Regions from separate parts of the Mus musculus genome. Here all the other regions are linked to region 7. Evidence: chromatin contacts called from public ChIA-PET, HiChIP or PLAC-seq and promoter capture Hi-C data. All regions are on one chromosome and are shown on one strand. Each heading gives the region's core, a stretch centred on a gene start, on an enhancer-like site or on the middle of the called end of the contact. The rest is flanking DNA. Distances are from core to core; before and after follow the strand shown. Region 1 holds the start of Snhg12 (small nucleolar RNA host gene 12). Region 2 holds the start of Kdf1 (keratinocyte differentiation factor 1). Region 3 holds the start of Rcc1 (regulator of chromosome condensation 1). Region 4 holds the start of Gpatch3 (G patch domain containing 3). Region 5 holds the start of Pigv (phosphatidylinositol glycan anchor biosynthesis, class V). Region 6 holds the start of Ythdf2 (YTH N6-methyladenosine RNA binding protein 2). Region 7 holds the start of Fam76a (family with sequence similarity 76, member A).

Evidence for each region. Promoter capture Hi-C pulls out the DNA fragments that hold promoters and counts their contacts. ChIA-PET counts read pairs in DNA pulled down with a chosen protein or histone mark. HiChIP or PLAC-seq counts read pairs in DNA pulled down with a chosen protein or histone mark. Capture Hi-C pulls out chosen DNA fragments and counts their contacts.
Region 1: a promoter capture Hi-C map of neural stem cells shows a contact between it and region 7. The contact joins the promoter of Snhg12 here to the promoter of Fam76a in region 7. A contact is called at or near these places in 5 of 39 promoter capture datasets (the SN4741 cell line, hippocampal neurons, liver and 2 more) and 1 of 115 datasets of contacts at active chromatin or transcription factors (memory CD8 T cells).
Region 2: a contact with region 7 is called in an H3K4me3 HiChIP or PLAC-seq map of bone marrow-derived macrophages, with 3 times the contacts expected there. The contact joins the promoter of Kdf1 here to the promoter of Fam76a in region 7. A contact is called at or near these places in 1 of 39 promoter capture datasets (hippocampal neurons) and 3 of 115 datasets of contacts at active chromatin or transcription factors (bone marrow-derived macrophages, embryonic stem cells and large pre-B cells).
Region 3: a contact with region 7 is called in an H3K4me3 HiChIP or PLAC-seq map of pro-B cells, with 2.4 times the contacts expected there. The contact joins the promoter of Rcc1 here to the promoter of Fam76a in region 7. A contact is called at or near these places in 2 of 39 promoter capture datasets (liver and pre-B cells) and 2 of 115 datasets of contacts at active chromatin or transcription factors (bone marrow-derived macrophages and pro-B cells).
Region 4: a promoter capture Hi-C map of pancreatic islet shows a contact between it and region 7. The contact joins the promoter of Gpatch3 here to the promoter of Fam76a in region 7. A contact is called at or near these places in 4 of 39 promoter capture datasets (the C10 cell line, liver, neutrophils and 1 more), 1 of 115 datasets of contacts at active chromatin or transcription factors (embryonic stem cells) and 1 of 9 other capture datasets (pancreatic islet).
Region 5: an RNA polymerase II ChIA-PET map of memory CD8 T cells shows a contact between it and region 7, with 15 read pairs. The contact joins the promoter of Pigv here to the promoter of Fam76a in region 7. A contact is called at or near these places in 1 of 39 promoter capture datasets (neutrophils) and 1 of 115 datasets of contacts at active chromatin or transcription factors (memory CD8 T cells).
Region 6: a contact with region 7 is called in an H3K4me3 HiChIP or PLAC-seq map of pro-B cells, with 2.3 times the contacts expected there. The contact joins the promoter of Ythdf2 here to the promoter of Fam76a in region 7. A contact is called at or near these places in 3 of 39 promoter capture datasets (erythroid cells, hippocampal neurons and pre-B cells) and 2 of 115 datasets of contacts at active chromatin or transcription factors (embryonic stem cells and pro-B cells).

Annotation. Positions count from the first base shown.
Region 1 is chr4:132,307,322-132,310,021 of GRCm38.p6, reverse strand. Snhg12 (small nucleolar RNA host gene 12) reads right to left here and starts at 1,344. Exons shown (of 5, transcript NR_029468.1): 1 at 1,115-1,344; 2 at 119-184. Snora16a (small nucleolar RNA, H/ACA box 16A) reads right to left here and starts at 557; the gene lies at 422-557. Snora44 (small nucleolar RNA, H/ACA box 44) reads right to left here and starts at 69; the gene lies at 1-69.
Region 2 is chr4:133,517,616-133,520,336 of GRCm38.p6, reverse strand. It overlaps Kdf1 (keratinocyte differentiation factor 1), which reads right to left and starts at 1,374. Exons shown (of 4, transcript NM_133707.2): 1 at 1,285-1,374. Gm42323 (predicted gene, 42323) reads left to right here and starts at 479. Exons shown (of 3, transcript NM_001378703.1): 1 at 479-1,237; 2 at 2,076-2,148. The coding sequence starts at 528.
Region 3 is chr4:132,344,320-132,347,021 of GRCm38.p6, reverse strand. It overlaps Rcc1 (regulator of chromosome condensation 1), which reads left to right and starts at 1,272. Exons shown (of 10, transcript NM_133878.3): 1 at 1,272-1,376. RefSeq lists a cis regulatory region at 870-1,717.
Region 4 is chr4:133,573,259-133,576,168 of GRCm38.p6, reverse strand. Gpatch3 (G patch domain containing 3) reads right to left here and starts at 1,424. Exons shown (of 7, transcript NM_172876.2): 1 at 959-1,424. The coding sequence starts at 1,409.
Region 5 is chr4:133,671,371-133,674,309 of GRCm38.p6, reverse strand. Pigv (phosphatidylinositol glycan anchor biosynthesis, class V) reads left to right here and starts at 1,663. Exons shown (of 4, transcript NM_178698.5): 1 at 1,663-1,991.
Region 6 is chr4:132,210,959-132,214,063 of GRCm38.p6, reverse strand. Ythdf2 (YTH N6-methyladenosine RNA binding protein 2) reads left to right here and starts at 1,808. Exons shown (of 5, transcript NM_145393.4): 1 at 1,808-2,164; 2 at 2,608-2,632. The coding sequence starts at 2,138.
Region 7 is chr4:132,921,227-132,924,253 of GRCm38.p6, reverse strand. Fam76a (family with sequence similarity 76, member A) reads left to right here and starts at 1,703. Exons shown (of 9, transcript NM_145553.2): 1 at 1,703-1,896. The coding sequence starts at 1,816.

The DNA of each region.
Region 1 (2,700 bases), core at 95-2,594, 610 kb after region 7:
CTGTCAAAGTCTCTCCATTACTCTGGCATGCAGTTGGAGATCCCATGGCTACAGGCAGCCACAGCCCTTGGAAACATGCCTCAGGTCTCCCCGGGTAGTGCAACTAAACGGAGCTTACCAGACCCTTCTGCTGTATCGTTGTCCATTATCTTCTGGTCTCCCTCCTCACAATCTTCATCAACAGCTAAGATGAATGGCAACAGAATTAGCCACAATAATCTTGTTCCATATTCCCAGTCATTACCTTATAGGGACTGTGACAGTGACCAAGGCATTGTTTATTTACCAATAGATGATCAATACAGGCCTGAATTGTAAATCAGATTGAGCTCACTCACCGGTCTACCTCCTATCCCCTCCCACCCCCCCCAGGAATAAAAGCCTAAAGATTGCTACATACTCCAGAGAAATAGTAAGGTGAAGCTGTCATTTTCCACAATGTTGCAGATCAGTTACAGGAAACAGAACTGCGACCGTCAAGGAAAATTCTTTCTCTGGGCCACCTTTTTGACCACAGCAGCTATGTAGAAGCTGCTGCAGCTTCGATAAGGGCCACAGACAGCGATAGCAATTGCTAGACCTCAAACCCACAAGCCACATGCCTCACCACTGCCTACTAGAGAGACGCCTGAAAAGGCAATCCTGTGGGCTCCGATGGCTCCTAGTTCAATACGTGAAGCTTTAGACATTGGGATAGGTTCCTGACTATAACCCAAAGCAGTCTCAAATTAATGACCCTACCGCCTACAAACGCTTTTTAACGCGCTGTGGACATCAGGTTTAGCTGAATAAAATGGCGGCTTTTTGCAATCAGAAAGCGAGAAAGCCGAGGTTGTATAATCCTTGCCCAACTCTGTAGGGCCCATTATCCTGACTTTTTTTTTTTTAAGGCTTTAATACTATGGTTGACATAGCGATCGCCTAGCACGTGGTAGGACCCAAATTCCACCCAACATAGGAGCGAGGTTAATCACAAAAAGGTCGCTCGGAGGTAATGGTCACAGGCCCTTCCATTGGCGTCATCCTAATAAGGTTACTGCACCCAAGCACGTAATCCAGTAAAGGCACAAATGCTCTTACCAGATCCCGTCACCCCCAAGCCTACAACACTCACGGGTCAAAAGGCGTGGGGCCCTGAGTTATCACTGCGCATGTGGCCATAACCCGTGCTTCCTTGGACCAGACGGAAAAATCCGGTCCCTTCCCGGCAGGCTCGGTATCTCACGAATCATCCGGAGAGGCGGACGGAGCTGGTGGGCTGGGAAGATGGGGGGCGGGCAACGTTGGGTAGAAGTACAAGGCGCCATAACGAAAACAGACAGGGACCGCGGATGAAGCGAGAAAGGACTGAGAACGGCCTGCACCAGGATTATATACTCTCGCGCCCTCTACTGAGTCTGCGTCATCCACCTGACGCACGGCGCCTCTGGGAAATGTAGTTCTTAGCAAAGCCGGGTTCCTGCTCCTTGTCTGGCCCTGATAGTGGTTTCGACCCAGGCCAGAGCGCTCAACTCAAATCTCTGACCAACTGCCATCACTATGGATTAAGTTCCCGGGCGACTTTGAATTACACCGATCTTAGAAAGGGTTTTCCACATTTGGATGTGCTTAATAAAGAGATTTTGCAAATTAAAAAAAGAGAAGAAAAAAAAAAATGGAGTTTTCCCCCGGAGCATCCCGGGATGGCCTAGAGGGTAACAGCATGCTGGCAGATCTTCTTAAAGAATGACCCTCAGAAGCCAGGCGTGGGGGCGCACGCATTTAATCCCAACACTCGGGAGGCAGAGGCAGGCAGATTTCTGAGTTCGAGGCCAGCCTGTTCTACAAAGTGAGGTCCAGGACAGCCAGGGCTACCCAGAGAAACCCTGTCTCAAAAAACCAAAATTTTGTTCTTCTTTTTTTCTTTTCTTTTCAAAGATTTATTTATTTATTTGATGTATATATGAGTACACTGTCACTGTCTTCAGACACACCAGAAGAGGGCATTAGATCCAATTACAGGTGGTTATGAGCCACCATGTGGTTGCTGGGATTTGAACTCAGGACCTTTGGAAAAGCAGCCAGTGCTCTTAACTGCTGAGCCATCTCTCCAGCCCACCTTTTTTTTTTTTTTTTCTATTTTATTTTCTTTGATAGGGGAATATAGTTTATTTGGCTTATAATTCCAGATTGCAGTCCTTCATGACAGGAAAGTCACGGTCGGGGGTCCGGGGGGATGGCTAGCAGGTTGTATCACGTCTACAGTTTAAAGTAGAGAGGTGACATTTTCTTTTCTTTTTTTGTTTTGTTTTGGTTTGGTTTTGGTTTTACAACACAGGGTTTCTCTGTAGAGCTCTAGCTGTCCTGGAACTCACTTTGTAGGCCAGGCTGGCCTCAAACTCAGAAATCCTCCTGCCTCTGCCTCCCGGGTGCTGGGATTAAAGCCATGCACCACCACACCCGGTAACATTTTCTTTTTTTTTTTATTTTTTGTTTTTATTTTACACAGCATCTCACTAGTTTGTCCAGGCAGACCTCAGCCTCTCAAGTAGCTGGAATTACAAGCATCCTTCCAGGTCCAATTTCTTTCCTTCCCCAATGTTAGGAAGGGTGTCACTGGACTTACCACATGCTGCTCCCAAGCTATTCCCCTTAGCTCCTACATACACCTGAAAAAATAGGTTTCCAGGCAGGAGAGATGGCTCAGCAGTTAAGAGCACT
Region 2 (2,721 bases), core at 125-2,624, 600 kb before region 7:
CAGCCTGGGCTACCCAAGAGAGAGACCCTGTCTGAAACTTAAACAACCAAGCAGTCAGCCTTCCTGTTTGTGGTATGAATAGTGCCTTGCATGAGCGTCCCTTCAAACCATCCATCTACACCTTCCTTTTCCCACGATTGTCCCTGGTCCATCCCTCCTGACAACCCAGTGACACTGCTCACTTAATTTAGTGGGACCAATTTTTGCCTCAATTTTGGCCTGGGACAAGAGTCTTGGACCCAGCTTCCTCATCTTTAAATAGGTTCATCTTAGAGTAGTGAGGTGGCCCACGTCTGTAATTCCAGCACAAGACACGATGAGATGATGAGGACTTCAGAGTCATCCTTGGCTGAATATTGGGCCTAGCCTGGGCCATATGAGACCCTATCTCAAAAAGCAAAACAAAATATATATTAAATTAACTTAAATATAAGTAAATAATAAACCAATGTGACGTAAAATAAAAATGGAAAACCTCATCTCTCAAAAGAGGAGAGATTAATGTCCTTCTAACCCTCTACGGAGGTATGGGGGTTGGGGGTGGAGCTCCGTGTTTAGCAAAAGCCTGGGAAGACACACTCTTGGCATTCTCTAACTTGGCAGCGTTCGAAGGCATCGCAAGGATGCCTCAAGGTCTGATGGCCCCAGGATTCTCTGATTTCTCACTGCCTTCGCCTTTCCGACAGTCCCCACAAAACACAGAGACAGACGGACAGACAGACAGACTCGGGGGCTCTCCATGGGCCCTCCTCCCTGTGTCCCCAGGACGAGCCGGCTGCAGCAGCCTCTGTCCAGGCAAACGTATGGTCAGCGAGCCGCGCTCAGCTCTGCTCAGCTCGGGCGCAGGGTACTGTGCACCCCCCTGGCACAGCCCCAGCCACTGTCTCATCTGCAAGCAGGAGCCGCGCGCGTCCAGGCGGCAGGGCTCGCGTTGCCGTCGGGGCGCGCACCGCCTCGCTTGCCACCAGCGCCGTGGCCCGCGACTCCCGACGCTGTTCCACGCACGGTGCTGGGTCCTAGCACCCCAGGGGCCTCTCGGCCCGCCCAGCCCAGCCCAGCCCTGCGCCCGTTCGGGCCGCTCCGGCCGGGCCCCGCGCACCCCGGAAGTGGACGTCGGGGCCCGAGGAGCAGGGCCCGCGCCCCGCCGCCGTCCAGGCGCGGCCTCCAGGGTCACCCACCCGGGGCTGCACCGCCCCGCGCCCCCGCGGACCCGCGCCGGCCTTACCTGCCCAGCCAGGTGAGCCGCCTCCGCTCGGCCCTTCCCCCGCCCCCCTCGGCACTCACCTGGGTCGCAGGTAAGCGTCTCGCGGGAGCGCGGCACGGGGCGCCGCTGGGGACACACTTCCTGCCTCCGCCGAGCGCCGCCGCGCACCTGGCCGAGGCCCCGCCCAGCTCCGGCCCAGCCAGGAGAGTGAGGCCCTGAGAGGGGCCATCATCGGGCAACAGTGCTTAGGTCCCCTCTCTGCTCTATAGTCCAGTGTCCTGGAAGTATCGGAGAGCCCATGGGGCGCCTACCGGGCCGCAAAGCTCCTACTTAAAGGGCATGCATGCCTCCTGGGAAGCCGTCCGGGCCCCTGAGTCCCTAGCTCTGTCATGTGGAACAGTTCTCTGGACTCTTTATTATAGTTCCCAGCAGACTGTTGCTTTCCTGTCTTTTGTCTCCTCCTTTTAGCCTCTGACCTTGAGGGTAAGGTCTGGTCTTGTTTCCCTAGTACAGCGCCTGGCACATACCAACTGCTTAGTAAATATTCTTCACTGTTTGAATAGCTAGGCAATGATCTCTTGTCTATCTATCTGTCTGTCTACATATTCACTTATTTAGGTTTCTCTTTTTTTACATTAAATGTTTTTATATGTATGAATGTCTTGCCTGCTTGTACATCCATGCACCACTTGCGTGCCTTGTGCCCACAGGTAAGGGAGCAGAGGAGGGCATGGGATGCCCTGGAACTGGAGTTACAGAGGGTTGTGAGCTGTTATGTGAGCACTTGAGAGTCGAACTGGGGACCTTGGAACTTTGAAGAGCAGCCAGTGCTCTCTGAGGCAGAACTCTCTCTTCAGCTCCTCTTACCTAGGTCTTCCAATACAAGATCCTGGGAAGACCAGCCATATCCTGTCCTGCTTCGAGTCAAGATCAGCCTAGATCAGGTATGTTCCCAGGGGTGCAGCCGTAGATTGTTCAAGTTTTCTGAGACAAAGTCTCATGTACCCCAGGCTGGCCTCTAGCTCCCTATGTAGCCAAGGCTGCCCTTGAAGACTTGCTCCTCTTATCTATGGAGTGCTGGGATCACAGGCATGCGCCTCCACAGCCAACATAGTCCCTGATGTCTTTCTTGCTCTTTTTGAACTGTTTGACATGGGAGCAAGTCACTTTCCATTTTCCAGTGTCCCCTCTGTAGATATAGACCTCTCTAGCCAGATGTGGTGGCACATGCCTTTAATCCCAGCTCTTTGGAGGCAGTAAGGTGGACCTCTGTGAGTTCCAGGCCAGCCTGGTCTACAGAGTGAGTTCCAGGATTGGCAGGACTATGTAGAGAGACCCCATCTCAAAAAAACAAACAAACAAACAAAAAAAACCATGAGGGGCATGGTGGCACACACCTTTAATCCCAGCACTTGGGAGGCAGAGGCAGGCAGATTTCTGAGTTTGAGGCCAGCCTGGTCTACAAAGTGAGTTCCAGGACAGCCAGGGATACACAGAGAAACCCTGTCTCAAAAAAA
Region 3 (2,702 bases), core at 23-2,522, 580 kb after region 7:
TCCTCCTCCTCCTCCTCCTCCTTCTTCCTTTTTTAAATTTGTTTTTTAGTGTAGGAGTGCGTACACCTTCAGGCCAGAAGAGGGCATCAGATCCCTTTTATAAATGGTCGTGAGCCACCATGTGGTTGCTGGGAATTGAACTCAGGACCTCTGCCAGAGCAGCCAAGGGTTCTTAACCACTGAGCCATCTCTCCAGCCCTAAGCCATTTTTCACAGTGTTCTGCTTCTGGTGTTAGCTCCCAACTCCAACAATTCCCAGCTCTGAGTCATCTTTTCCTGCTCCCAGCCCTTACTCCCCCCTCCTTCCCTTACTATCTTGTAGTTGAGCCTTGCACCGCACACTTAGACAAAGCACTCAGCCACTGAACTACAACCAGTGCCCCTCTTCTCGCCCCAGGTTTTTTTCCTTCTTCTTCTTCTTTCTTTATGGGATAGAATCTCACTATGTATCCCTCCTGCCTCAGCTTCTGGAATGATGGGATTGTAGGCGGTGCCACCAACCCAGGCATTACCGAATCTACTTCCTGCTTGCTCTTTGCCTCTCCATTCTTGGTTACACTTTACCCAAAGTCCATTAAAGTTGTGAACATTTCATCTTGTGAGCAGAACCTTCCCATAATCACACACTGTCCCCGTAGACTAGACCTTTACCCTCTACTTTCAGACTATATGGCAGTTTCACATGTCTTACTCTCTGTCATTGCAAATGTCACCTCTCTGGGACAGGAAAGATGGCTCAGTGGTTAAGGGTGCTTGTTGCTCATGCAGAAGATGGGAATCCCATTCTAGCACATACATGGCAGGTCGCATCCATTTGTAACGCCAGTTCTACTGCAACCAATGCTCTCTTTCTGGCCTTTGAACTGTATACATACGTGGTACACAGATGTACCTACATGAAAAGCACTCATACATATAATAAATAAGGAAATGTTATTCATCCTGAATGCCTCTTCCACTTAGACTAATTAGCCGTTCCTGAGCCCTACCTAGACTGAATCAGATGGCTCTGTATAGATTGGGGTCTTTTGAGCCTTCTGCATATATAATTTGAAAACAAGAACCATCAGCCTTGTTTTGTTCCGTGCAGACCTCACGCACCAGATTTTCCTAAACAAACAGGAATTCTAGTAGTTCCTCCAGTTGGTTATTTGTCCACTCATCCCACTTTGGGGAGGAAATCTCCCAAGTACAGAATGCTGTGTACAAACTAGGAGCAGCCGCTCGCACTTCCCGCGGTGGCCGCCAGGGGCCGCCCGGCTCTGTGTTTTCCCTTCTGGCCAGGGTCGCGGCCGGAGGCCCGCAGAGCGCATGCTCGGGGCAGTTCACCGCCGGCCGCCGAGCGCCGGAGTTGCTTGTGGCCGCCCTGTCCCGAGGTAGGTCGCGCTCCGGTTCGTAGGGAGCCCTGGGGACGGGAAACCCGGAGGTGCGCGAGGTCGTGGTAGGCCGAGATCGCAACCTACATGGCGGGCTGCACGTGAAGCCGGCGGCGCTCCAGGCGCACGAGCTCCGGCCCGCGTGGGCCCCGCCTCGCCGGCGCTCGGGCCCCTTAGCCGTCGCGCTTGGGGCGCGCACTCCGCTCCGTGGCGGGAGATTCAAACGACTGATGCGCGGGGACCCGGGCGCGCGCGGCGGCGGGGAACTTGGGGAGCCGCCGGTGGGGAGGGGCCAGCAGCGTTCACAGACCGTGGCCTGTCCTTAACCCTCTTCAACCCCGTGTCACCCGGTTGTTCCGTGCCGCTGGGGAACAATGGTGACAAAGGCGGGTCTCCGTGACCTTTGCGGGACGCAGGGGCTCCCAGGCGAGTCTTCCGTGGGTCCACAGTTAGGGTCTCCTGAGATCAGCAAAGTATGCCCGTGGAACTTGAACGTCGCTGCTGCCACGTCTTTGGTTCATCCTAAATTAAGTCCTCCGACCACGTGTGCCGTGGGACAAGCTGAGGGTATGAAACAGACCCGGAAACTCCAAAGCAGAAGCCGTAACCGGGCTGTGGAGGGTTGGGGATAGCTTTCCAGGTGAGATTTTAATATGTTTGGGGTAACAGAATCAGGGTGATCCAGACATGGGGTACATACAGCACATGCAACCACTCGAAGAGTTTGGGTCATAGACATTGGTGCTTGTGGGGAGGGTGTGGAGGATACAGAGAAGGCTGCGTCACCCAAGAAGAGCATGCTAATGGAGCTCAGAAAAGATGAGTTAGAAGTGATTCACCAGGTTCTGGTTGCAGAGGCAACCAAGAGCAGGAGTCTGGATCGGGCAGGTCCCACTAGGTTCTCTTAAACCTTAGTCTCCTTGCCTTTAAAGGGAAAGTAATGTGTCCTATAATCTGTGCAAAGCTAGTTACTCAAACATCCCCCAGAACTATTGCCCCTCTCTCTCTAGGAAAAAAAAATTAACAGATAGCCCGAGGCTGTATCACTTACTTCTGGACCTGGGTGATGGACTTCCTGGTGTGGCTTGAGCGTGCTCAGTTCTCAGTTAGTTACTGGCCGCACACAGCAGCAGCCTGCCCAGGCTTTGCCTTCTCTCCTGGTAGCCTTTCTCACAGAGATATTCTTCCCTAAGTCTAGCTGGAAAGTTCTGAGTGTGGGGGGAAGGGAGGGACCACCGCTGGGGTTACCAAATGCTCCAGAAGTGGGAGTAACTGGAAAACCCTCCTCCTGGTGGGTTGTCTAACCTAGTCTACCCACCCCTTTGA
Region 4 (2,910 bases), core at 175-2,674, 650 kb before region 7:
ATGAGAGAGACACACACATAGAGAGGCAGCTCATGCTGTATGTCTTGATAAGACATTGCTCCTAAAGATTCTGCTTAAACCATAGCCGGCATATGCACTCGAGTGTGTGTGCACACGCGCACACGCACACACGCACACACACACACCTCTTTCTATGAAACTGTTTAACTTTGAGCTGATACCAGTTTTTCATTTTTGTTTTGTATGTTATTTTTTTAACTTTTGAGACAGGGTCAGAGCTAGATAGTCTTGGCTGTCCTGGAACTCACTTTGTAGACCAAGCCAGGCTAGAACTACAGAGATCCATCTGCCTCTACTTCCCAGGCACTAGAACTAAAGGCATATATACCACCACTATTGCTAATGACTCTTTAGGATGAACTGTTTCAAAATAATTTATTTAAACCTCTCCATCTGGCATTTTAAAACACCTGGCTTCCTTTTCCCCAATGGACACACTTGTGCCCAGCCCCTCTCTGCTGCCCCCAGCTCTTTCCTCTGCAGAGCCTGTCTTCCAGTCGCTAGGTTAGATTAGAAGAAACCAAGTTTCCTTTGTGCATTTCAAGATATGGTTCCTCTGTGTAGCACTGGCTGTCCTGGAATTCGCTCGCTCAGAGATCCTCCTGCCTCTGCCGCCTGAGAGCTGGGATCAAAGGCGTGCCTTAGCGCACCGGGCTCCAAATATCCTTTTTAAGAAATCATGTCAGTACAAAAATCACCACCCTTAGGGAAATGGTCCTTAAGAGGGGATACATTTGAAACTTATCTATACAGATCTCAGTTGTTTTGTCTGTTTTGCCTTGTAAGTCCTTGAGTAAAAACATGCAGATTGGGCTGAAAACTTGTAGCTTTGTCCAGAACTAACTTAAGCTCTAAACAGTGATAACCTATCTTAACCACCCAGGCAATGCGCCTCTTTTCCAAGGGCCGTGCGTCCGGTCCATTCTCTCCCCCTTACCTGAAACCTCGGTGGGAAGCCTAAGCCTGCGGATGAGACAGCGACCGGGAAGCCAGGTCCCCTGAGAGTCCAGCCACCGGCGACCGGAGTACATGCGAAGCAGCCGCTGGGCTTGCGCCGCTCCCCTCACCGAGACGACGCAGCAGCAGGTGCGGGTCTGGGCTGCCGCAGAGCCCCGGGCGCGGACAGCGCGGGCATCGGAGGCCGGAGCCTGGGCGAGAACCGGATCCTCAGCGGCGGGGTCCGGGCCAGCCCGGGCCGCCTCGGGACTCGCCTGCGGAGGGCCCCTCTCGGGCCGGTGCCGGTAGTGGAAGCACAGGAAGCCTCCGCCGCGCTGTTCCCGGAACTGGCTAAAGTAGCTCCGTAACTGAGCCGAGCGTAACACGGCAGGGATCCCGCTCACCACCAGGTAAACCGGCGACTCTTCGTCCAGCTCCCTGGGCGACGCCATCTTGGCCTGTCACATGATTGCTTGGCGTCCACTCTCGCGAGAGCACCACGTCTCGGATGCTGGAGTTTGGTCAATGTGGCATCGGTGACCGTTTGGTACTTGAAGTTTCGTTTTAATTGCTCTTGGGCCGAATCTGTGTTTCCAGCTCCACAGAAGATGGAAAACTCGTGCGATGGGCTGGGCTGTAGCTCAGTGATAGCTGGTCCAGCGTGTGAGAGGCTCTAAGGAGGAACCAGTGTAGAGCACCGGGATGCTGAGCGGGAGGTGGCGGAGGTCTGATGCAAAACTGGACTCTACAGTACCAACCCAGCCGGGCGTGGTGCCTCACGCCTTTAAACCCGGCACTTGAGAGTTAGAGGCAAGCAGGTGTGCGTGAGTTCAAGACCAGCCTGGTCAACATAGTGACTGAGACGGGGCTATGTCGAGAGAGCCTTTCTCAGGGCGCGGGACGGGGGAGATGAAGAGATGCCCCGGCAATTAAGAGCTTTCGCTGCTCTTACAGAATACTTGGATTGGATTCCCAGCACCCACGTACGAGGGAACTCTCCCATACGTAACTCGTTTCATGAGATTGGACACCCTCTTCTGACCTCTAGAGGCACATACGTGTTGCACATACATACATGCAGGCAAAATTCTCATGCACATAAAATTATCTGTAACAAACCGGGCGGTGGTGGCTCACGCCTTTAATCCCAGCACTCAGGAGACAGAGGCAGGCGGATTTCTGAGTTCGAGGCCAGCCTGGTCTACAGAGTGAGTTCCAGGACAGCCAGGGCTACACAGAGAAGTCTCGAGGGAAAAAAAAATTTTTTTTGGTTTGGTTTGGTTTTTTTGTTTGTTTGTTTTAGATTTATTTATTTATTATATGTAAGTACACTGTAGCTGTCTTCAGACACACCAGAAGAGGGCATCAGATCTCATTACGGATGGTTGCAAAGCAGTTGTTGGGATTTGAACTCCCGACCTTCAGAAGAGCAGTTGGTACTCTTAACCGCTGAGCCATCTCTCCAGCCCTCAAAAAGATTTTTTTTTAAATGTACAAATACATGCATAGACATCGAAAACTATTCCCAGAGATCATAGGCGAAAACCATATTGCCAGCTTCGGACGACCTCCGTACAAGGCGTTGAGTCCCTCACAAACAAACAGTATAGCTCTTGTGATTGTGTGCAGTGTTCAGGAAGGCCAGAGGAGGGCGTTGGAGCCTCTGGATCCATTTTTTTTTTATAAAGATTTATTTATTTACTATATGTAAGTACACTGTAGCTGTCTTCAGACACTCCAGAAGAGGGCATCAGATCTCATTACGGGTGGTTGTGAGCCACCATGTGGTTGCTGGGATTTGAACTTTGGACCTTCGGAAGAGCAGTCGGGTGCTCTTACCCACTGAGCCATCTCACCAGCCCTGGATCCATTTTTAAATTCATAGCGAGTGCAACTCTGCCCAAAAGTAGGCCCTTCAATTTCCTGTCATGGAGGAGGGGGAAGGCTCATGAG
Region 5 (2,939 bases), core at 414-2,913, 750 kb before region 7:
ACAGCCTTGGAGCCCTACACACCCCTCCCATCCCATCCTGCCACCTTCCAGTCCAAAAAGCCAGAGTGTCAGGGCTTTGAGAGCACAAGATTCAGTTTCCTTTTTTTTTTTTTTTTTTTTCTTCTGTAGGAGAAGAAGCCAGAAAATGAAACGGGAAACAGCAGAAGAGAAGGGGGTTGGGCGGCTGGGAAGGGAAGGGAAGGAAGGAGAGATTGCAGCCAAGTGCGACTGAAGATCTAGTCAAAGTTCTACCTCCTAAGGAAGGGTGTTTCAACAAACACTCTCACTTCTCACAAAAGGACCCCTGCCTTTTTTACAAGCAGATTCTGCAGGGATTCTTTATTGGACAGACAGAACCTCGAGCTTGCATGCCATTTTCCCCTGTGAATTCACGAAGCAAGGATGGTTTCTTTAAGGTCAGGGTGCTGCGAAGACTGTAAGAAAGTCAAGTCACAACCTCGGGCCCTAGTCACAAGTGTGCCTAGAGAGGCACTGACATTTCACTCACAGGACTGGCAACAAATGCTTTCGGGGGGCGGGGGGGGGAGGAAAAATGACTTTGGAAACTCCTGTTTTCTCTTTACCAGTCATTAAATTATACATTATCCACCTTACACGCAAACATCCAAGGGGCAGTTGACATCCCAGGGCCTGAGATGATAGACAGACACAGCTTCTGGCCCCCACCGAACTGATGAAGGCTAGTTTTTTTTGTTTTTTTTGTTTTTTTTTTTTGCTTGGAGAGATAGAGACCCATCTCTTTGTTCCCACCCACATTTGTGGCTGTTGCAGAAGATAAACCCCTCCCTCAGCCAGGGCTGTGGCCAGAGGTTAACCTAGACCCAAGCTACGTTTGAGAGGACAGATAACTGAAACCACACAAGGCTTTGGAATCCTGAGAAACGAGAAATCTACCAACGGAGAAGGATTTACTATCTGTTTCCTCTAAGGCGGGTGCAAAGTTGTTCTAACAGTTTCCGTTAGTTACAGGGGTACCAACTGGCCGCTCCTCCCCAACAGGCGGTTTTGTTCAATTAGCTTCCTTTTTTTTTTTTTTTTTTTTTTTCTTTTTCTTTTTTTTGGCGCCAGTTCCTGCGACAGAAACTGCTTGAGGGAGAATCCTCGGGGGTGTTCTCTGAGGTTTCCTTCCTCGTCCCATACAGTCATCTGAGGTGGGACAGAGGACTGTCGCAGGGCAGAGGTCCTTCATTGCCAGGAGGGGAAAGGCAGGGGGAATTCCCCTACTTTCTTCTCATCCAGTTGCAGGGTACCGCTGCTTGCCACAAAAACCCCAAGAAGGCTTTCTTTTGCCTATTCATATTGTCTATCGTGTGCCAGGTCCTGTGCTGAGCTGGGGTGGCGGAACACCGAGAGAACGCGTGGCTCTGGGGCAGCGCCCGGGTCCAGCCTCGGCTCACACCGGGAAGTCAGAGGCTGCTCACGGCAGGGGACTGGGGTGAGAGCCCCGACCCGGGAGCGCAGCGCCCGCGCACAAACTGCTGGCGAGTCAAGAGGCCTACTCCTCAGGTGTCACCACGCCGGGAAGGTGCGACTCACCGCCGCCGCCTCGGCCCCCGCCCTAGCTGGGGTCAACATGGCCGCCGAGGAGGGGGGCGGGGCGCTCCGAGTCCGGGCAGGAGCGGGGCGGGGCCGCCGTCGGCCGAGCCGGCGCGCAGGCGCGGCACGGACGGGACCCGGATGGAGGCGCTGAAGTTGGAGCTCCGCGGGGGTGGTCTGGACGCGCGGGCGCGGAGGATCCGGCGCCAGCTCTGCAACTCTGGAGTCCTCCGGGGAGGGAAGCTGTCAAACGCAGGCCGAGAGAAATTAGGCGGAGGCTGTAGAGAAGCGAGGAGCCCCGCCCCTCCGCCATAGCAGCCTCCGGCGCCGCCTCTTCCTTTGCAGCCTCCGGCCCTCGTCTGCTTCCGGCCCCGTTGCCTGGCCCGGCCCCGCGATTCCCCCGGGACGAAGCCCTGGGCCGTGGCTCCCTTGGGGTGAGGGTCACTGTCCCGTCCTGGGTAGGAACTGTGTCCGAAAAGAGCAGGCTGGAACGGGCTCCCAGTATGGCAGGGCTTAGCAGAAGGAGGCGGCTCGCTCCACGTTGCCTCTGGGTCATAACGCAGCACCCATTTGAGAGTATTAGCCTTCCGCAGAAAATCCAGGACTCCAGTTCAACAGATCTTTCCCAGTTAGGGCCCATCACCATAAGCTTCCAGCAACAACATGTGCTACAGTTGGAGAAAGTTCTGGGCTAAGCCTTGGATGTCCTGGCTGGACAAGGAATGCATACCCTTTGTTTATGGCAAAAAGCTCTCCTGACTGTGGACATAGGTTTTAGAAAGCAGTGCGTGAGGAGCTTTAAGTGGTGGGCGTGTCACTTGGCTCCAGTGAGCCTCAGTTTTCACATCCATAAAATGGCGATGGTAATTACACAGTCTTACTGGTGTCTAATGAGATCTCTGGAGCCTATTTCACGGGTAAATTAAAGAAAAATGAAACTGGTTGGTTCTAAGCATCCGGCCAGTTAAGAGTCTGATTTGGCAAGGGGCTTCTTTCAAAGGGGTGTTGGCAAAATAGCTAGAGAGATAATTGACTGTCTTGATTTTACTTTGTTTAACTTGAGTGTGGGTTGCATCTCCTGTGGCCACTGATGCCAGAGTTTGAAAGAGGGAAGGACTGAGAATCAAGATGCAGAGGTGGATTCAGTACTTTTCCTCTCTCTGCCTCCTTTGTGCGTGCGGATTGGAGGCCAGGGAAAAGAGAGGGAGGGAGGGAGAGATTGATTGAGTTTGAGTTGGGTGTCCATGTTTCTGTCATTTATTTGGGTTTAGTGAATCCAGTGTTGGAGATATCGTGGGTAGTCAGAAAATGCTGTTTCCTGCGGCTTAACTTTAAACTGAATTGTCCTAAATAAACCGACATGGAGTTGGGAGGTGAGGGGG
Region 6 (3,105 bases), core at 559-3,058, 710 kb after region 7:
AGACCAGTGTTTAGACTCTCTCTCGTTCTCAGGAGATGATGTCTAGTCTAATTCTCTTTTTACAAAATCAAGCTGTCTCTAAATGCAAGCAATTGCTGATACAGTTTATATACAAAGCTGAGCCATGAGGTTGACTGGCTAATTATCTTTCATAAAAAAACCATTACTAGGCTTCTCTCATTCAATTAATGGGCTCTCCACCCTGAGATGTGACATTTTACTAAGAGTTCTTTAACTTTGGTGTCTGATCTTATTCACTTAAGCCATAAATGTGAGTATAAGCAGACAAGAAATGCTTTGCACTTACTTTGAGCGGTTTACAAAGTAAAATCCAAGAGTCTTGGCTTTTTCCTCCTGAATCTGTCAAATCCAAACCTTCTCTATCTAGCAAGCAGATGGCATTAGGTTAACAATAGTGCATTGCTCAGGTGTCTACCATTTGCAATAGCAAAACCTACTACTAAATATCCTTGTCCAGAGTGATTTTTTTTTTGTTTGTTTGTTTGTTTTTTGAGACAGGGTTTCTCTGTGTAGCCCTGGCTGTCCTGGCACTCACTTTGTAGACCGGGCTGGCCTCGAACTCAGAAATCTGCCTGCCTCTGCCTCCCGAGTGCTGGGACTAAAGGCATGCACCACTACGCCCAGCTCGTGATTTTTTTTTTTTTAAATTAAAAATGCCTTTGGTGGTGCATGCCTTTGATAACAGCATTTAGGAGGCAGAGGCAGGCAGAATTCTGAGTTCAAGGCTAGCCTGGTCTACCTAGTGAGTTTGAGGACAGCTAGAGGCACCCTGTCTCAAAACACAAACAAAAAACCCTACAAACAAAAAAAAACCTGCCTTTGCTCATCCTTTGGCTCTCCAGTGAATCTTAGCTCATGAATACAGGATTTCTTTTCTAGCTGTTGAAGAATGATATTATGTTGTTCTTTGTGTCAAAAGCACAGATCTATTTAATAACTTGATAACTTTGGCAGCATGCTTAATCTCCCTTTTCCCAGCTGTAACATTGTTTGATAGGCACTTTGAACTTGTTGAAAGTCTTTAAATTTAATGTGTCAGAAAGCACTTAATGACAAAGCCCTGCACACAGCACATACTGGAATAGCGTTCATTTTCCAGTCCTTAGATCACGAATATTTCCTCTTAGGGTCCAACAGACTTCAAGAAAGTGTGTGTGACACTGTGCATACGGGTGAGGTGTCTTTTTCTTGGGAATAAAGTCCAGAGTTTACTAGATTATTTTGGGGTCACTGACTTCTCTGAAAAAAAGAGAGTGTATATTTTTCTCCCTCAAAAGTCAAAGGGGTAAATGTCTTGTGTGCAGGGCAGTGAGGGCCGGCTTTTTAATATTTAGTGGAAGTACTGCTCCTGGGTGTTTTTTTCAAGTCCCTGAGGAAGGAAGGTGACAATAGTCTTAAGGAAGGGCGCGGGTGTCTTCTGGGCCGACCTCCATGAAGTTTTCCCTGTGAGCTCTTAGGACCTCTCTTCTGGTTCCTTTTCAAATTGGGGGAGAGTTATCAAATGCAGTTATGAGTTAGGGCTCAAGTCCTACACAGAGTAGAAGCCTCTGCCCCATTAAGAAAGGGGCTTCTGCGTGTTTTCTTAAGACAAAACAATTATTCTCTAGGTGTTTGCCAAAAAACTCCAGTGGTGACCCCCGGTGCCACCCAGGGCTCCTAGGCCCAAAGCGGCGGCGGTGGGGGCGGGGAGACCGCGCGCGCACCGCTTCCGCTCCTCCAGCCCAGCAGAGGGCGCCACGGGCGCGGCTCTCCCTTCCCGAGATGCTTCGCGCCGGGCCCTTCCGCGTGGGTCAGCGACTGTGAGAGTCAGCGCTCGCGCCGCGCGCGCCGCCCGCCTCTGCCGCTCGGCCTCCCCCATTCGGGCTGCGAGGGGGCGGGCGCGCGCTCCGGAGCATAGAGACGGGCGTTGAGCTCGGCGGCCTAGAGCGTCGCCGGATCGGAGCCGGAGCCCGAGTCGCGCGCTGTGTCTCTGCTGCGTCCGCCGAGGCGAGGCTCCGAGTGTCAGGGACAAAAGCCGCCGCCGCACCCTCTGCTCCCGTCGTCGGGGCTCATCCGCCGCCGCCGCTGTCCCGACGAGGAGTCCGCCGCCGTCGTTCCCCGTGAGGATCCGAGAGCCATGTCGGCCAGCAGCCTCTTGGAGCAGGTACAGGCCCAGCCCGCATGTCTCGGCCATTGTGTGAGGCGAGACGGGGCCCGACTAGGCCCGGGCCCGCCGCTCCTGGCCGGGCCGCGGCGGGCGCCTCTCGCGGCTCGGGATTCGGGCCTCAGACCGGCCGCGCCCTGAGTCTCCCGCCCGGCCCGCTCTTCCCGCTCCTCCCCGGGCCGGGCCGGCCGCGCCGCGCTCCCTCCCAGTAGCGGCCCGGGCTTCCCTTCCTCGTTTCCTCTCTTTCCCTCGTGTGGCTGCCGGGTGGCCGGGCTGCCGGGGCTGCCCCGCCGGCCTAGCGCTCGTCCCCGCCTCCCCCTCACCACGCGTCCCCCCCAGGCCGGTTCCTTTCTTCCCTGCTCGGGCCCCGCGTTCATTTGTCTTTCCTTTTCCGTTTTCTTCTCGGACGACTTGCTGCTCGGCGACGTCCCCTCCTCTCGCAGAGACCAAAAGGTCAAGGAAACAAAGGTAAGACCCCGCTCCTCCGGGTGGCCGCCGGCCGGGATGGGGAGGGGGGTCCGCCGGGCCGTGGGGGCGGTGGCTCGAGGACGCGCCCCGGGGAAAGGACCTTTCCGAAGCCGCTCGGGTCGCAGGTGCCGCGCGCGGGGCGGTCGCCCCTTTTGGTGTGGCCCTGCAGCTGGCGGGCAGCTTTTTTCGTTAACAACGAGTAATTCATGAGCGGCCGGGGGTGGAATGCATTTTGAGAAGCACCAGGTCCTTAGTTTTCTCGTAGGTCTTAGGAGCCCTTTGTGTTTCCTCCTCGTGGAGCACTTTCTGGAAGTCACTCACATGTGAAGGAAGCGGGGAGAGAAAGCCGGAGGGAATTGAAATTCGAAGGAGCCAATACACTGACCTTTTAAAAAGATCAGCTCGCTCTGGGGTGGAGACTCTTTTTCACTGTCCGGCTCTTGCTTCAGCCCTGGCGCTCATCGTTATTCCCC
Region 7 (3,027 bases), core at 454-2,953:
AGTTCCCATGTACTGTGATTACAGGTGTTACTGCTATGCTCAACTTACGGTTTGTCTTTTCATTTATCATAGCCCCTTTTGGCTAATTTGCCAAACAAAGGCAGAGATCATGTCTGGCTTATTGATTGTGTGCATAAGCCAGAATTGTCACATAGTAAATACTTAACACGTTATTCAAGGAGGGTCTGGAGAGATGGCTCAGTGGTTAAGATTACATACTGTTTGTACAGTATTCATGTCAGACAGTTTAAAACTGCCTGCAACTCCAGCCCTGGGGGACTCCATCTAGCCTTGATAGGCACTGCATTCACACACACACACATACACAGAGGCATGCACACTCACAAACACATTTTTAAAAAAAGATTTATTTATTTATTTTATGTATAGGGGTACACTGTAGCTGAACAGATGGTTCTGAGCCTTCATGTGGTTGCTGGGAATTGAACTCAGGACCTCTGCTGGCTCCAGCCTTGCTGGCTCCAGCCCCAAGATTTATTTATTATTATATGTAAGTACACTGTTGCTATCTTCAGACACACACTAGAAGAGGGCATCAGACCCCATTACAGATGGTTATGAGCCACCATGTGGTTGCTGGGAATTGAACTTAGGACCCTTGGAAGACAGTCAGCGCTGAGCCATCTCTCCAGCCCCACAAACACATTTACAAGTAAAAATAACTTTTAAAAAAGGTTTATTGTATGAATGATCATCGATATTTTCTATTCCTTTCTTTCCTCTCACTTCCTATGCCCTACCTCTTTTTCTTTCTCCAGTGCTAGAGATCAAACCAATCCCTAAGTCTCACACACACTAGAACGGACAGATCAATTAGCTCCATATTAAGTGAGGGGGACACAGAGACACACACACAAACTAAAATGTATTAAAGGTTTTGGGTCATGTACAGATGGCCTCCATACACACACAGCCAACCGATCTCAAGAGTATCATGGCCACCGTGTTCCTATTGCCTTTAATTCTAGCTTCAGGTCTCTACTGTTTTACCATTTTACAACTGCCCATCTTTTGTAAGTGCACGTGAGTGCAGGTGCCTGCTGAGTTAAGAGGCATCAGGGATAGCCCTGCAGCTGGAGTTACAGGCGATCTGAGCCTCCAGATGTGGGTGCTGGGAACCAAACTTTGCAAAAGCAGCATTCGGAGCCTTCTCTCCAGCCCATAGAGGACACTCATTTAATATCCTGCTTTTCCCCTCCGCCTGCTCCAAAGATAGACTTTCCTCCTTGGTTGCCAGTGGGTTTAAACTCCGGATGGTCTCGTAGTTCGAATCCGACGTTGCCCGACTGTCACCCCAATCCCACACTCCTTCGGCTAGCGGGAAGCTCCACGGCAACCCAAAACATCACAACTTCATCGAGTATCGCGAGAAGCTCCAATGCTCCCGCAGCCCCCGGAGAGGCGGAGCGAGGGCGGAGCCTCAGCGGGCAGGTGGGCGGAGCCCGAGGGCTTCCGCTATCCTACTCGGAAGACGCTCTTTTCAGGCGGCGCCCCCGCGTGACTGCGCTTTACATAATCGCGGCCCCGAGCGTCACAGTGGCGTAGTCCAACCCGGACCGAATCAGAGCCGTCGGGAACTCCACGTTCCGCCCCCTCCCGCGTGATCGACGTCCACGCGAGCCAGCGAACGGCCTCTGAGCACCGGAGAGCCCGCCCCTGCGCCCGCGGCCCGCCCTCGCCCGCCCGCCCTCCGCAGCCCGCGGCCCGGCCGCCGCCGCCAGGTTGTGCCTGAGACTGTCAGATAAAGCGGCGGGCCGGCGGGAGGGGCGGCGGCGATCACGGCCCGGGCCGGACATGGCGGCGCTGTACGCCTGCACCAAGTGCCACCAGCGCTTCCCCTTCGAGGCGCTGTCTCAGGGGCAGCAGCTGTGCAAGGTGCGCGGGCTGGGGCGGCGGCCGGGAGCTGGGGACGCTCCAGGCGCGGTTCGGAACTCTCGGTCCAGCGAGGACGGCTGCCGGGGTCCCCTCGGGCAGGGTGTGGCCGGCCCGTTTTGCGGACGAGCTGAGCCGGGCCCGCAGAGGACTGCAGGGTACTTGTGGGAGCCCCGGGCGGAGTCCAGGCCCTGGCAGCCGGCGTGTCCTGGTGCTTAGCAACGGCTGGGGTTTCTTCTCCGACCTGGTGAGGTCGCGGGAGGGGACAGCTCCCCTGTTTGTCCCCGACTGGCCCCCCGGGAAGATTTCCTTGGACCGCCTTCTCTTCTGATGTGGTCGTCTTGAGTGTAGAATGACGGTCCAGAGATTTCCCTTGTCCTGGATGAGATTGAACCCCGGAATCAGGTGCTGCTTGTGAGGAGTGTTTTGAACTCTGGACACTTCGTGGGCACTTTACAGCCGATCTCAAAGTTAGAGGTGGCAAGGCTTTATTAGGGAAAATGAAAAAAGTACCCCAACAGTGTCTTGGAACACACACGAACAGGGTGACTTTTTAGCATCTAATTGGTAGCCTTCCTCCTCATCCTAAGCATTTTTTAACCCCTGAAATGCCAGCGTTTTTATATATAACTTCCTCCCACCTCGTCGGTTCAAGAGAGCAACAGTTAAGTCGGCAAGCTCGTGCAGAGTTGCCGTTGACAGATCCTCAGATATTTCAGATACAGAATGTGTGTCTGTGTCCGTCCGCTGTGTGTAGTTCACCTCCCCGCGTCCCCCCAAAAAGATGCCCACATACTTTCCTTAAGCCACTTGGGTTTACTGAGTCCGAAAGATAGTGTTTGAAGGCCCCCTTGGACATAAAAACTTTGATCTAAACATTTTTCTTGTTTGTTTCCGAGGCAGGGTCATATAACTTGTAGCTCTGGCTGTCTTTGAACTCTCAGAGATCTATCTGACTGCCTCTGTCTTCCAAACGCTGGGATTAAAGTCGTGTACTGTTGCTCAGTCTAAGGCTGTATGATTCTTTGTTGTTATTTTTGTTTTTTGTTTTTCCAAGACAGGGTTTCTCTGTATAGCCCTGGCTGTCCTGAAACTCACTTTGTAGACCAGGCAGGCCTCGAACTCAGAAAATCC